Regions from separate parts of the Sus scrofa genome. Here all the other regions are linked to region 1. A link is a contact called in public Hi-C, HiChIP or PLAC-seq and promoter capture Hi-C data. All regions are on one chromosome and are shown on one strand. Each heading gives the region's core, a stretch centred on a gene start, on an enhancer-like site or on the middle of the called end of the contact. The rest is flanking DNA. Distances are from core to core; before and after follow the strand shown. Region 1 holds the start of TSG101 (tumor susceptibility gene 101 protein). Region 2 holds the start of GTF2H1 (general transcription factor IIH subunit 1). Region 3 holds the start of LDHA (lactate dehydrogenase A). Region 4 holds the start of IGSF22 (immunoglobulin superfamily member 22).

Region 1 (2,769 bases), core at 114-2,613:
TTTTTTGCCAGGCCCGTGGCATGTGGACACTCCCAGGCCAAGGATCGAACCTGACCGCAGCAGGGACAATGCCGGATCCTTAACTGGTAGGCCACCAGGGACCTCTGAGATTGGATTTTAATTGTTTTAGAACTTTAAAGTATTTCCTAACAAGAAAACTTTTAGACAATGTATTATTTGTGCTCTTCTAATTGATAAAAGCAGAGTTGCTGCAGTTGAAAGCTCTCCTGGCTAAGTTTTGACTTTAAGAATAGCTTGAAAACCACATTTAAGTGACATAAAAAAGGTGCAGGGAAGGATAGACTGCCCTATGGTTTGACTGGAGCTGTATGGTTAGACTGCCCTATGGTTTGACTGGAGCTGTATGGTTAACCAATATATGGTGTTCATATCCAAAAAAAGATACCTACACACACACACACACACACACACACACACACAATCAATGTAATGATACTTCCACCTGTCTTCAGTTAGGCCCTCTGTGTATGTGACCTTCATTTAGATGTCAATTTAGAAGAGAATACCAAAGCCTATTCTTCCATAGCACTATGCTTAAATCACCTAAATAATCATTCTTTACACCATCAAACCCAAGCTTTACAGTACCTTGAACAGCACTGTACTTATAAAGCTGGTGGTGATGTGCAATAATAATGATTAATATAAATGACCATTAAGAACTTTTAAGGGTAGTAGAAATTTAGTTGAGACAGTATGTACTCTTGCACTGTACAAGGCGATGAAGATCGGAAGATGTGCCTGCGGGCAAAGACTTGAACTTTGACAATGGAGAGCCTGGTATACACACGGAGTCCAAGGTAGAAGGCAGTCTGTATTATCACCTATGTCTGGGCACAGAGGAGAAGGTCTGACTTAGGGGATGGTCTCCTGTGAAACGAGGGCTCTGCATTTTGCCCTTGTGAATGTAGTATGGTGAATTTTTAAGCTTAAAAATGAAAAACAACCTGATAATCAGAGTGACACTGGCATCACCTAGTGAAGAAGCCTCTCATCTTAGAGTGGGAGAAAAACTGAAGCCCGAGCTAACAGTGCACTTGCCTACTATTATCAGAAATCAGTGGCAGAAGAGTTTTCTGACTCCAGTCTAGTGCTTTCCCACTTGATGAATCAGCCATTAAAGTTTACCGGCAAGATAATCGCGCTTCTTCCCGTCCCTGCACCTGCTCTCTCGGTCTAAGGGCAACTGTGAATAACCTGCCTAGCTCACCTCAGCCCAAATTCCCACCCTCGGAAGAGGTCTGCCCTCATCTGCAGCACCTGACCCTGCCAGAACAAGCCCAGCCCACGCCCATCCTCTGTCGCCGACCTCGGAAGTGACGTAACGGAAGCGGAAAGCTCTGTGGTAGCACTCGACTTCCTGTAGTTAGAGGAGGGGGGGGTGGGGGGCTGGCTCCTCGGTGCGATTGTGTGGGGCGGCCTGGGGCGGCCCCGGAGCGGCTGACCCTCTGCCTGCGGGGACGGGAGTCGCGAGGCGGCAGCCATGGCGGGGTCGGAGAGCCAGCTCAAGAAAATGGTGTCCAAGGTGAGGCCGCGGCGCGCTCGCCGCTCGGCGCGCGCCCACTGCTCCCTTCCGCGCCGCCGGGGCCTGCCCGACCAGTTTAGCCAGCCCCCGGTGCGGGCCCGAAGCCCCGTGTAGTCCCCGGCTGCCCCCGACGCTCCCAGTCCCGGGAAACCTGTCGCCCGGTGCGGGGAATTCCCGGGCCGGGGCCGGCGGGGGGCGGCGACAGTCAACAAAGGCGCAGAGCGGAGGCCGCCTGCCACCTGCCGCCCGCCCTCCTCTCTTCGGGGAGAGAGAGTTTGGAGCAGTCTGAGGGGCAGAATAGTTTCGTCTTACTTTATATCAGCACAAAGAGGGGCTTGAACTTAATTCTCGGTCTGGGGCACTTCTCCACTCATGTCCCAATGTAGGGCTCGTCTGTCTTCGCCCTTCCCTCCCCGCCCTCGGAGATTGTGTCCTTTTCAGTTTGTATTCCTCACGCAGCTCAATAGCCGACCCGCAGGAGATCAGTAACTGTTTGTTGCATTGGTTCAATTATAAGTAAAAACGCCTTGAAAAGCCAAAATACCTGTACCTCACTACCACAGGTGAATAAATAGAATTCCATTACCATTACTTTGATTTGCTGAGAATAACTACCCTTAAATGTATGTTTCTTATTACGCGAATTTATTTGTTTTGAAATGTTTGATTTCCACAGCTCAAGACCAATGTATTTCTTTCATTTTTTTTAAAAAGCCGATAGGCATTTTGTATTTAAAGCTGTGAATTATTTTGACAACCACTTAAAATGAGGCACCTGGTACCAGAGTGAACTTGGGGTTTTGTTTTGTTTTTTTCAATTTACCAAAGCTAATTGGAATAAGATGTATGTGAAGTGGTTGAAAGTTCAGTCTTCTCCAGTTAAACGGGTTAGCTTAGGTACTTTTGTCAAAGCAAGAATGGTAGAAAGCGGTTTAAGCAATTTTCAATATTATTAAAACACGCTGTTATTCATGAACTTATTTATTTGAAAAGTAGACTTTTTCCCCCAGTAAAATAATCCCCCTAGTCTTTGATCGAAAAGCCAATAATTTCTAAAGAGAAAGTAATGGGGTATTTATGTTTGTTTTTTGGCGCTTTTTGGGCGCCGCCTGCAGCATGCTTTTTCTGCGCCAACAGTGACCCAAGCCAGAGAGCAGTGACAACTGCGAGGATCCTTAACTGCCAGGTCACCAGGGAACTCTTCAAATACTGATTTTTAATTT
Region 2 (2,769 bases), core at 180-2,679, 230 kb after region 1:
CTAGAGGTTACCTTCACCTCTGCTATGCCCTTCCCTTTTCATTTATCCTAGTTTTGACTTTTAAAAATCCACCTTAGGGTTGGCAACTTTGGCTTAGTGATTAAAGCCTAGTTCTGTGGCTTTCAAACTGTGTTTGTTCCACGAGGGGAGGCTGAGTGGGGTATGCTGCTTTCCATACTGGGGTTTCTGGTAAGAATCAACGTAAAGAAATTGTTCCAATCCTTCATGGAGTGAATACTTACTGCAAGGTATACTTGAAAGCACTTGGTTTCTGTACGTTTTCAAACTTGGGTCTTCTAGTGGGCAAAAGGTTAAGTTTCTATCTCTCTCACTCCGCCCTTCATTTTACAGACCCTAAAATGGACGTTTGAGAGTCAACCGAATACACTTCCTTAGCCGATTTTGCCTCTGAGAACACTGGGGAAATTGTAAAATAAGCATATTTTTCCACGAGTTGGTGGTCTATCTTAAAGATGACCAAACTGAACATAAGCCAAAACTTGGTGTTTGTGGGGAGTGGACTAGTACACCTGTTAACGGTTTAAGAATGGCAAGACTGACAGGTGTGCAAACACTCTATTAAAAGCTTCTCCCTTACAGAAACCGAAAGACTCAACAACACATTTTCTAACGGGAATGGCTCCTCAGAGAGAGGCTTCCACTCTCTCTCTTCCTTCATTCGCATGAGCCAAGTCTGATCCCGGCTTTGCGTTAAATCTTCGTGTCCCTCTTCTCGGAGAAGTAGGCTTCCTACAGACAAGCAGATTAAGGGTCGCCTCTTCCCTGCTTCAGAATAATATACGGCTACTGAAACCATGGGCTTGGAAGTTGCGGCGACGGCGGAGGTACACAGGTAAAAGGGGCAGATTCCCAACCGTCCCGCGGCCCCCAGGCCTGTCAGCTCCTCAACCACCCACCCACCCCCATTCTTCGGTCTAAACTTACCAGGTGGGAGCTGCGGCCCTGGGCAGAGAGTAAGCTACTGGACTGGGTCGGGTCGTGTTCCGCTGCGCTTCTTACAGACACTGCCGGGAAGAGGTTGAAACCCAGTAGCCGCCGCCGTCGCCACCGCCTCTGTTACTGGGGGGTCTCGCCTCCATCGCTGGCTGCGAGAACTCTGAGGGCACGTGACCGGAAGTACAAAGGCGGGCCGGCGGGCCACGTGACCCCCCAAACGCGGCCGCCATGATACCTTGCGCCAGTTCCCTCCCTCCCCCGCCGGTGCCCGCCCGTTTCATTTCCTCTCGCTGGCTTTAAGCAGCGAAGGGTCCTGGGATCCTGGCTGGCTCACCCCTCTGGCCTAGAGCTCCTCTGGTCTCAGTCGGCGCTGCATCTTCGGCCAGCAAGAACCACCTCACTGCAGGCCGCAGAGCGCGTAATTGCGGCCGCGGCCTTGAGGGGGAGGGACCCCGCGCAAGCGGGGCGTAACTTGTCACGTGACAAGGAAGTACCGTTAATAGCATGGTCCCAGGATTCCCGGCGCTCCGGGATGACGTAGGCCAGGGAGGGGAGGAGCGGGAGAGGATAGTGAAGCTCAGGTGTGGCTCTGAGTGCGCGGTGAGTGTTGTAAGCGCCTAGCGGGGAGAGAAGGTGTGATCCACTGGAAATTGGGGGCTGCTGTCTTGGAGATGGTGTAGCGGAGCTGAGACCTACAGGCTACTGGTCTGTAATCCTGGCTTTGAAAATTTGATTACCGAGGCTCCTTTCAAGAGATCTGAACAAAGTATTAGAATTATTGCTGTTGAGAAGTTAGGAGTTCCACTTGCACTGTTTCCAGTGGTGTGTACAAGACATGTTCAATGCATGAATGAGTGAGTCGCCATTTCCTGGTCTGAGGTGGAGAGTTGTTTATTACTTGGGTAGAAAGAGCTCATTATGGAAGTGGGGGAATCTCTTACTTCCCCTCCGCATTATCTTTTGTTTTTGCTTCCTTCCTTTTCCCTACTCTTCCTTCCACGCACCTAGTGGGGAAAAGAGAACGCTGTGATTTGCATCGGGTGTTCGCAAACACTGGTCTTTTAAAATGAATGAATACTAAGGCGATGAGAAAGGCCTTGATCCTCTGTTCTATGTTACATCAGGCAATGCGGAGAAATGGAAAGGTAATTAGACTTGGACTCAGAATTAATGGATTTTAGTCATAATTCTACTTATATGAGTTCTGTAATCTTGGGCAAGCCAACCCTTCAGAAAGTCTTTTACTTGACTTTGGTAAGCATTTGTGTCCGCCTTCAAATTTCTTAATTTTTTTGCTACTCTAGAGTGTGACAGTCTTAACAGAAGAAATAGTTAAACCGAGTTTCGCAGGAAGATACGGTTTTGTTAGATGAAGGAAGGTTCAAGAAACAGCATATATTAAACCATGGATGCACAGAAAGTTTATACAATGAAACATTTGTGCAGAGGTTTTTTTTGTTTTTGTTTTTTTTTGTCTTTTTGCTATTTCTTTGGGCCGCTCCTGCGGCATATGGAGTTCCCAGGCTAGGGGTTGAATTGGATCTGTAGCCACTGGCCTATGCCAGAGCCCAGCAACGCGGGATCAGGGCTGCGTCTGCAATCTACACCACAGCTCACTGGCAACGCTGGATCGTTAACCCACTGAGCAAGGGCAGGGACCGAACCCGCAACCTCATGGTTCCTAGTCAGATTCGTTAACCACTGCGCCACGACGGGAACTCCCTGTGCAGAGGTTTTTGTTGTTCAGTACATACTTCAAAAAAAATCGTGTTCAGGAAAATTTCAAACATAGACAAAAGTAGACAGGATAAT
Region 3 (2,769 bases), core at 141-2,640, 150 kb after region 1:
AGATTTTAAATCTTGATACCAGGAACCAAGGATTGTTAGTCAACCCTCACGGAGGCGCCTCGTTTGGCTTCTGCCGCGATCCTTGGTGCAAAGGCGTGAGGAACGGTATGAGGAAATTTTGTTAGTACCGGAAATGCAGCGATAGCTGCAGAGACCTGAAGACTGGAGCCCTCAAGTTAATAGATACTTGGTGGAACCCTGGATTTCCAGAGCCAGGGAGGGGAGCTTCGACTCTCCTAATCTAATTCTACATTGGATTCACTGGAGAAATTATCACAGATTGCATCGTGAAAGCACCAAGTCTAATCTTGACACCAGCCCAAAGAGCAAAAATATCTGAGAGGGTTTGCAGGCAGGCAGCCCAGAATCACCAAGCTAGAATTGAGTCTCTCCTTACAAATTGCTGCTATTTCTAGACAGCCTTGTAAGGTTTCTAAAGCCTGGCTGGGGGAAGGGAGTTCTTTCTGCAGACATCTCCAGGTTTCACCATAATCTGAGTCCTGGGCTCCAGTGCTCCCTTCCATGTGGGAATACGAGTCCGGGTGAAGCCCTGCAGAAAGAGGGCCTACCTCCCAAGTCGGCCACCCGCTCACTGTGACCTTAGAGATGCCCTAACCAGCCGTAGGTTCCCCCATTTGTCAAAAGGAGAAGAAGGTACGAGATGATCCTACTCTCAATATACTGAGAGGCGGGAGAGCTGGCTGATAATCACCCTTACTGCCTCTTCTTTGCATGCTCCATGTCTAGTGTAGCGCCCATACATCAGTAGCTTCTTTAAAAATGTAATTAACTCAAGAAACGCTCTATAATCTGCAGGCAGCAGCTGCCCTCAAGAAGCCCACCTCTTGAGAGTCCCACGGTTAAAATGCGACCAAAAGGGCACCCAGCAGCTTTCTGGCTTCCAGGAATCCACCCAAACACTGCTGAAGCTTTTTCGGCCCCGTGGACTCCAAGAACCGGACTTCGAGTTCTGTGCGGTTTGCCCATTTCGAGCCTAGAGGTATGCCCCACCCTTCAGACCTGTCGAATCCTGGTCCTTCCGCATCCACTCAGGCCTTCGACCCCAGATTAGATGCGGCCACCTCCTTGGTTCCCCAACCCACCCAGAGGCTACTGTGCCCATTTAGAGCCAAAGGAGGTTACCGCGGGTCCCAAGCCCATGCGTGGCGTGGGCCACCGCCCAGGTCTCTGGGAAGCAGAGCCAACACCTCGCGGGAGCAGGGACCCCTTCGTGGGCAGCGCGGCGACAGAGAAGCCCAAAGTTGTCGCTCTTCCCCTCGGGCGCCGTGCGCGCCGGGCGGGACGTACCGGGAGTGCACTTCGGGCGGGCGTGGGAGGCGCACAGTGTCGGATCCGGACTTGGCGGCAGCTGCTCCGGTACTCCGAGCGCGAAGCGGGAGGGGCCTTAAAAGCAACAGCGAGGTTGACGTCAAGGGGGAGCCGGGCGGACGTGCAAGAACCCACGTGTGGGTTGGGCTGGGGGCGGGCTCCGAGCCGGGCGGGGCAGTGGGGGGGGGCGGTGGCGCACGCAGCGGAAGGACCCATGTGCGCCCAGCTATGCAAAGGGCTGCCCAGACCCACGCTGCCTCCGGCCGCAGAAATCCAGGCTAGAGCCATCAGCCAGAGTCAAGCCAACCCTCATTTCCTCTTCCTTAAAATGTGGAAGTTACTCTCAAGGAAGGCTCGATCTGAATTTTTGCTGCTGTTGTCCAGTGTCCAGAACAGCTTCTAGCACATAATGGGCACTCGACAAATTTTTGTTGAAAGAAAGTGCCTAGCACAGCCTCAGTGTATTCCTCTTACCTAAGTTGAGTGATCTCCAAAACTTGACCCAGCTTGACCTCCTACTGCTAAAACTTCCAAGTCCCATAACTCAAAGGAAAGCCTCATCCTCTTGTCCGCACTCCCTACTGCCCCACCGGCCCAGCACCTTGTATCCCAGCCACACCCAAGAACTGCCTGGTTTTTTGTTTCTTGGTTTGTTTGTTTGTTTGTTTAAGCATATCATTATTTTTTTACCTTTGGGCGTTTGCTCATGCTGGTTCCAGGCCGGCCTTCCTTCTCCATCTCTTTTCAACTGGACCCATCTTCTGGTACTCCCCCCTCTCCCCCACCACATACACCCAGGGAGTTGGTATCTCCTTTCTCTCTGTTCCCACCACACTAGTCTGTACATCCTTCAGACGAGCTTGCCTTAGAGGTGTGGGTGTGTGGATCCGCTCTCCTACCTGCTGATGTGTCTCTTAAGAGCAAGAGTGAGTCTACTTACTTCCTGCACCTGGGGCACCAATTTAGCCGCCACTTCTGAGAAAAATCCAAAATCCCGGGCCCTTTGGTTTTGAAAGAACTCTAATCTCAACTGCAGAAAAGCAGCACATCTGGCACATCCTAATGGTTTTCCCATCACTCTGGGAGGCCCAGAAACCTAGGTTGTCTCCCCAAACACACAGCAGAGGGGCTGAGGGCCAGCTACAGGTCTCCAAGTTTCCTCGGGCAGGGCAGATTGCAACAATGTCTGTGGTTCCTCAGTCTTTGCAACAATGTCCTCATTTAGTCAGGGCTGGGTCTCTGCCTGCCCATCAAATGCAACCACAGATGCTGGGAAGAGGAGGGCAGAGAGCAGGCAAGTAGGAACCTTCACCAGGAGGGCTCTGGAATGACCTCTGAAGATAATCTAGGCAGAGAGTTTGCAGTCCCCTAAATTAAGGCACCGAACAAGAGCTCACTCTGAGCACAGCTTCCCTCTTTTTATGCAGAACAGGAGCTTCT
Region 4 (2,769 bases), core at 72-2,571, 150 kb before region 1:
ATCACCCCCAGGGGGCCAGACATTTAAGGAACCAGTGACTCCTGGTGGCCCCATTGCAGGGGCAAAGGGAGAAGGAGACTGGCCAGTCTGCAGCCCAGGCACCAGCTGAGCCTCCAAGGCCGTGGACAAAGCAGTCGAGGGTTAAGAAGGATTGGTCACACTAAGGTAAGTCTTCCCTCTTCCCTCAGGAAAAGGGCAGAGTCTGCTACCTTCTGAGCCCAGAGACAGCAGGAGCTGGGACAGGGGAGCTGGTCTCAGAACTGGGAGAGCAAAACAGGCCAGGCAGAGACGTATCAATCACCGGGTGAGAGGGTAAAGTTTAGTCCCACACCTTCCAGCTCGAAAGAAAACTGTGCAGTCCCCTGGAAGGGCACTGGTCTGGGAGTCCCGAAGCCAAGGTTGTGGCCTGAGTGTCTTTGGATAGTTTCTCTTAAACAGAATAGGGTTTTTAAAACTGCCACTCTGGTGAAATCGAAGGTGCTATGGAGCTGTTAACAAGAATGAGGAAACTTTGAACTGGGATGGGAAGCTCTCCACGAGGCATAAAGTAAAAAGAGAGCTTAAGAGTGTGTATACGAGGCTACTTTACATGTAAAAAAGGACAGTGCAGACAAAGACATGCTCCTGTTTGTGTGAAGGAGCTCCAGAAGGAGCCCAGAGACCGCAAGTGGTTACCTGCTGGGGAGGGTTGGGAGAGGGCCGGGGAGGGGAGGGAGCTCCTTCACACGGAGTTTCTATTGTTTTATTTTTTAACTGTGAATTATCAATTCCAGAGGGGGGAAAAATTTGGGAAATAAGAATGTAACCTCTGTCTTTACCATATCACAAGTGACAAAGCTGTAGAAACACACTGTCATCAGGCTTAGCATTCCCCCCATGCCAGGGCTCCCCAGGGCCGGGCATGAAGATCTGCAGTTTCCTTTCAAGGCCTGCTCTGGTATGGCTTAATCAGGAAGTTCCTTCTCAGGTCTGACTTCATTTCCTTCTGATGAAACAGCCAGCGCTGCCTCCCTAGTTCCATGTAGCTATCAATAGATATCCTCAACTCCCTCTGGGCCTTACTGGATTTGCTGGGTCAGTCTAAGCCCTACATCCTCCCCCTCCAAGGATTTGGAAGGATTTGGGGGTCACTCAGTGGAGGACAAGCCCATTGGTCCTTGTAGCCAACCAGGGAAAGGGAGACACCACGGGAAGAGAAGAGAGGCCAGAGAGAAGAGGCTTGCCACTGACCTCTCCTCTGCACAGCCATCTCCCCGTGTGCCCACCTGTCCTGTCCCTTCCCCCCCGACACACACATAAGGACATCTCTGAGTCTCTCTCCTGCTCCCTTCTTTGTCCTTCGTGGCCTCATCCTCTCCCTGGTTCTCCCAGGTGAGTGCCCACGCCTGCTGTCACCATGACAACCATTCACCGCAAGCAGATGGTTCAGAAACACGTGTCCATGGAGTTCTCCAGCTCCACCACCCACGTGCAGACCTTCTCCCAGACAACCAAGATCGTGGGAGGCAAGTAGAGTGGGAGCAGTGCGGGCAAGGGGGGGATCAGGTTGGGGCAGCCTTTCTTTCTACAGTCTTGGCGACTCCTGGGCCCCTCAAGAGCCCAATATACCCCCAGAAACCCTTCCCAACCTGTCTTCTAATCTGTGCTTTGATAAAGCTTAGCCAGCTGGATGCTCACCCACAGATTGGATCTCCAGGAGAACAGCTTAGGAAAAATCAATCACATGGATGTGTATGAGTGATGGATGACTGTTAATTGCTTGAGGCAATCAGAGCCATAGGCAAATGCACGAATCTCCAACAATAGGATTTCAGGCATGGAGGAAGTTAGAGAGGTAGCAATCTTACCAGCCATGAGTAACAATGCTAGCCCTGCTCCACTTAAAACAGAGAAGACTTGGAACTGCCAGTAGAGAGAGTCATATAAACAAGTGACTTGAGTTTCCAGGCGCTCGGCCCTTGGGGACCAGACTTAGGGGAGGTTGGATCCAAGGGAAAGCTGAGAAACAGTCTCAGAGCAGAACAGATTGTTTTAGTCATTGTCTCTAGAGGAAAGTGATTAAAAGATGGCCAGGGACCAGGATATTGAATACCCGTCCTCCCAGCTGTTGCCTCTCCTTCAGAACCCTTTGTGCACAGAGTTCAAGCCCAGATAAACACTCTTTACCAACTCCTTTTTTTTTTTTTTTTTTTTTTTTTTTTTTTTAGGGCTGCATCCATGGCATATGGAGATTCCCAGGCTAGGTAGGGGTCAAATCGGAGCGAATCCAAGCCATGTCAGCAACCTACACCACAGCTCACGGCAACGCCGGATCCCCAACCCACCGAGGCCAGGGATCAAACCCACGTCCTCATGGATACTAGTCGGATTTGTTCCCACTGAGCCATAACGGGAACTCCCTCTCCATTTTTAGCAGAGTTTACTTTTTTTTTTTTTTTTTTTTTTTTGTCTTTTTGTCTTTCCTAGGGCTGCTCCCTCAGTATATGGAGGTTCCCAGGCTAGGGATCCAGTTGGAGCTGTAGCCACCAGCCGACGCCAGAGACACAGCAACACGGGATCCCAGCCGCATCTGCAACCTACACCACAGCTCACGGCAACGCCAGATCGTTAACCCACTGAGCAAGGGCAGGGACTGAACCCGCCACCTCATGGTTCCTAGTCGGATTCGTTAATCACTGCGCCACAACGGGAACTCCAAGTGGTTACTTTTTGTCTAAACATTACAGAGGTCAAATAAAAACATCTGTAGACCAGGTGCAGCCTGTAGAC

Evidence for each region. Promoter capture Hi-C pulls out the DNA fragments that hold promoters and counts their contacts. A called contact is a pair of places that touch in the nucleus more often than the background predicts. HiChIP or PLAC-seq counts read pairs in DNA pulled down with a chosen protein or histone mark.
Region 2: a contact with region 1 is called in a promoter capture Hi-C map of fetal liver, with 4 times the contacts expected there. The contact joins the promoter of GTF2H1 here to the promoter of TSG101 in region 1. A contact is called at or near these places in 2 of 5 promoter capture datasets (fetal liver and liver), 4 of 47 Hi-C or Micro-C datasets (embryonic fibroblasts, heart right ventricle and skeletal muscle) and 2 of 2 datasets of contacts at active chromatin or transcription factors (alveolar macrophages and skeletal muscle).
Region 3: a Hi-C map of embryonic fibroblasts shows a contact between it and region 1, with 2.4 times the contacts expected there. The contact joins the promoter of LDHA here to the promoter of TSG101 in region 1. A contact is called at or near these places in 1 of 5 promoter capture datasets (fetal skeletal muscle), 4 of 47 Hi-C or Micro-C datasets (brain, embryonic fibroblasts, heart right ventricle and 1 more) and 2 of 2 datasets of contacts at active chromatin or transcription factors (alveolar macrophages and skeletal muscle).
Region 4: an H3K27ac HiChIP or PLAC-seq map of alveolar macrophages shows a contact between it and region 1. The contact joins the promoter of IGSF22 here to the promoter of TSG101 in region 1. A contact is called at or near these places in 3 of 47 Hi-C or Micro-C datasets (omental adipose tissue, skeletal muscle and subcutaneous adipose tissue) and 2 of 2 datasets of contacts at active chromatin or transcription factors (alveolar macrophages and skeletal muscle).

The regions. Positions count from the first base shown.
Region 1 is chr2:40,671,824-40,674,592 of Sscrofa11.1, forward strand. TSG101 (tumor susceptibility gene 101 protein) reads left to right here and starts at 1,364. Exons shown (of 16, transcript XM_021083264.1): 1 at 1,364-1,546. The coding sequence starts at 1,505.
Region 2 is chr2:40,899,162-40,901,930 of Sscrofa11.1, forward strand. GTF2H1 (general transcription factor IIH subunit 1) reads right to left here and starts at 1,430. Exons shown (of 15, transcript XM_013994506.2): 1 at 946-1,430.
Region 3 is chr2:40,823,939-40,826,707 of Sscrofa11.1, forward strand. It overlaps LDHA (lactate dehydrogenase A), which reads right to left and starts at 1,391. Exons shown (of 8, transcript NM_001172363.2): 1 at 1,309-1,391.
Region 4 is chr2:40,522,683-40,525,451 of Sscrofa11.1, forward strand. It overlaps IGSF22 (immunoglobulin superfamily member 22), which reads left to right and starts at 1,322. Exons shown (of 25, transcript XM_003122929.4): 1 at 1,322-1,509. The coding sequence starts at 1,397.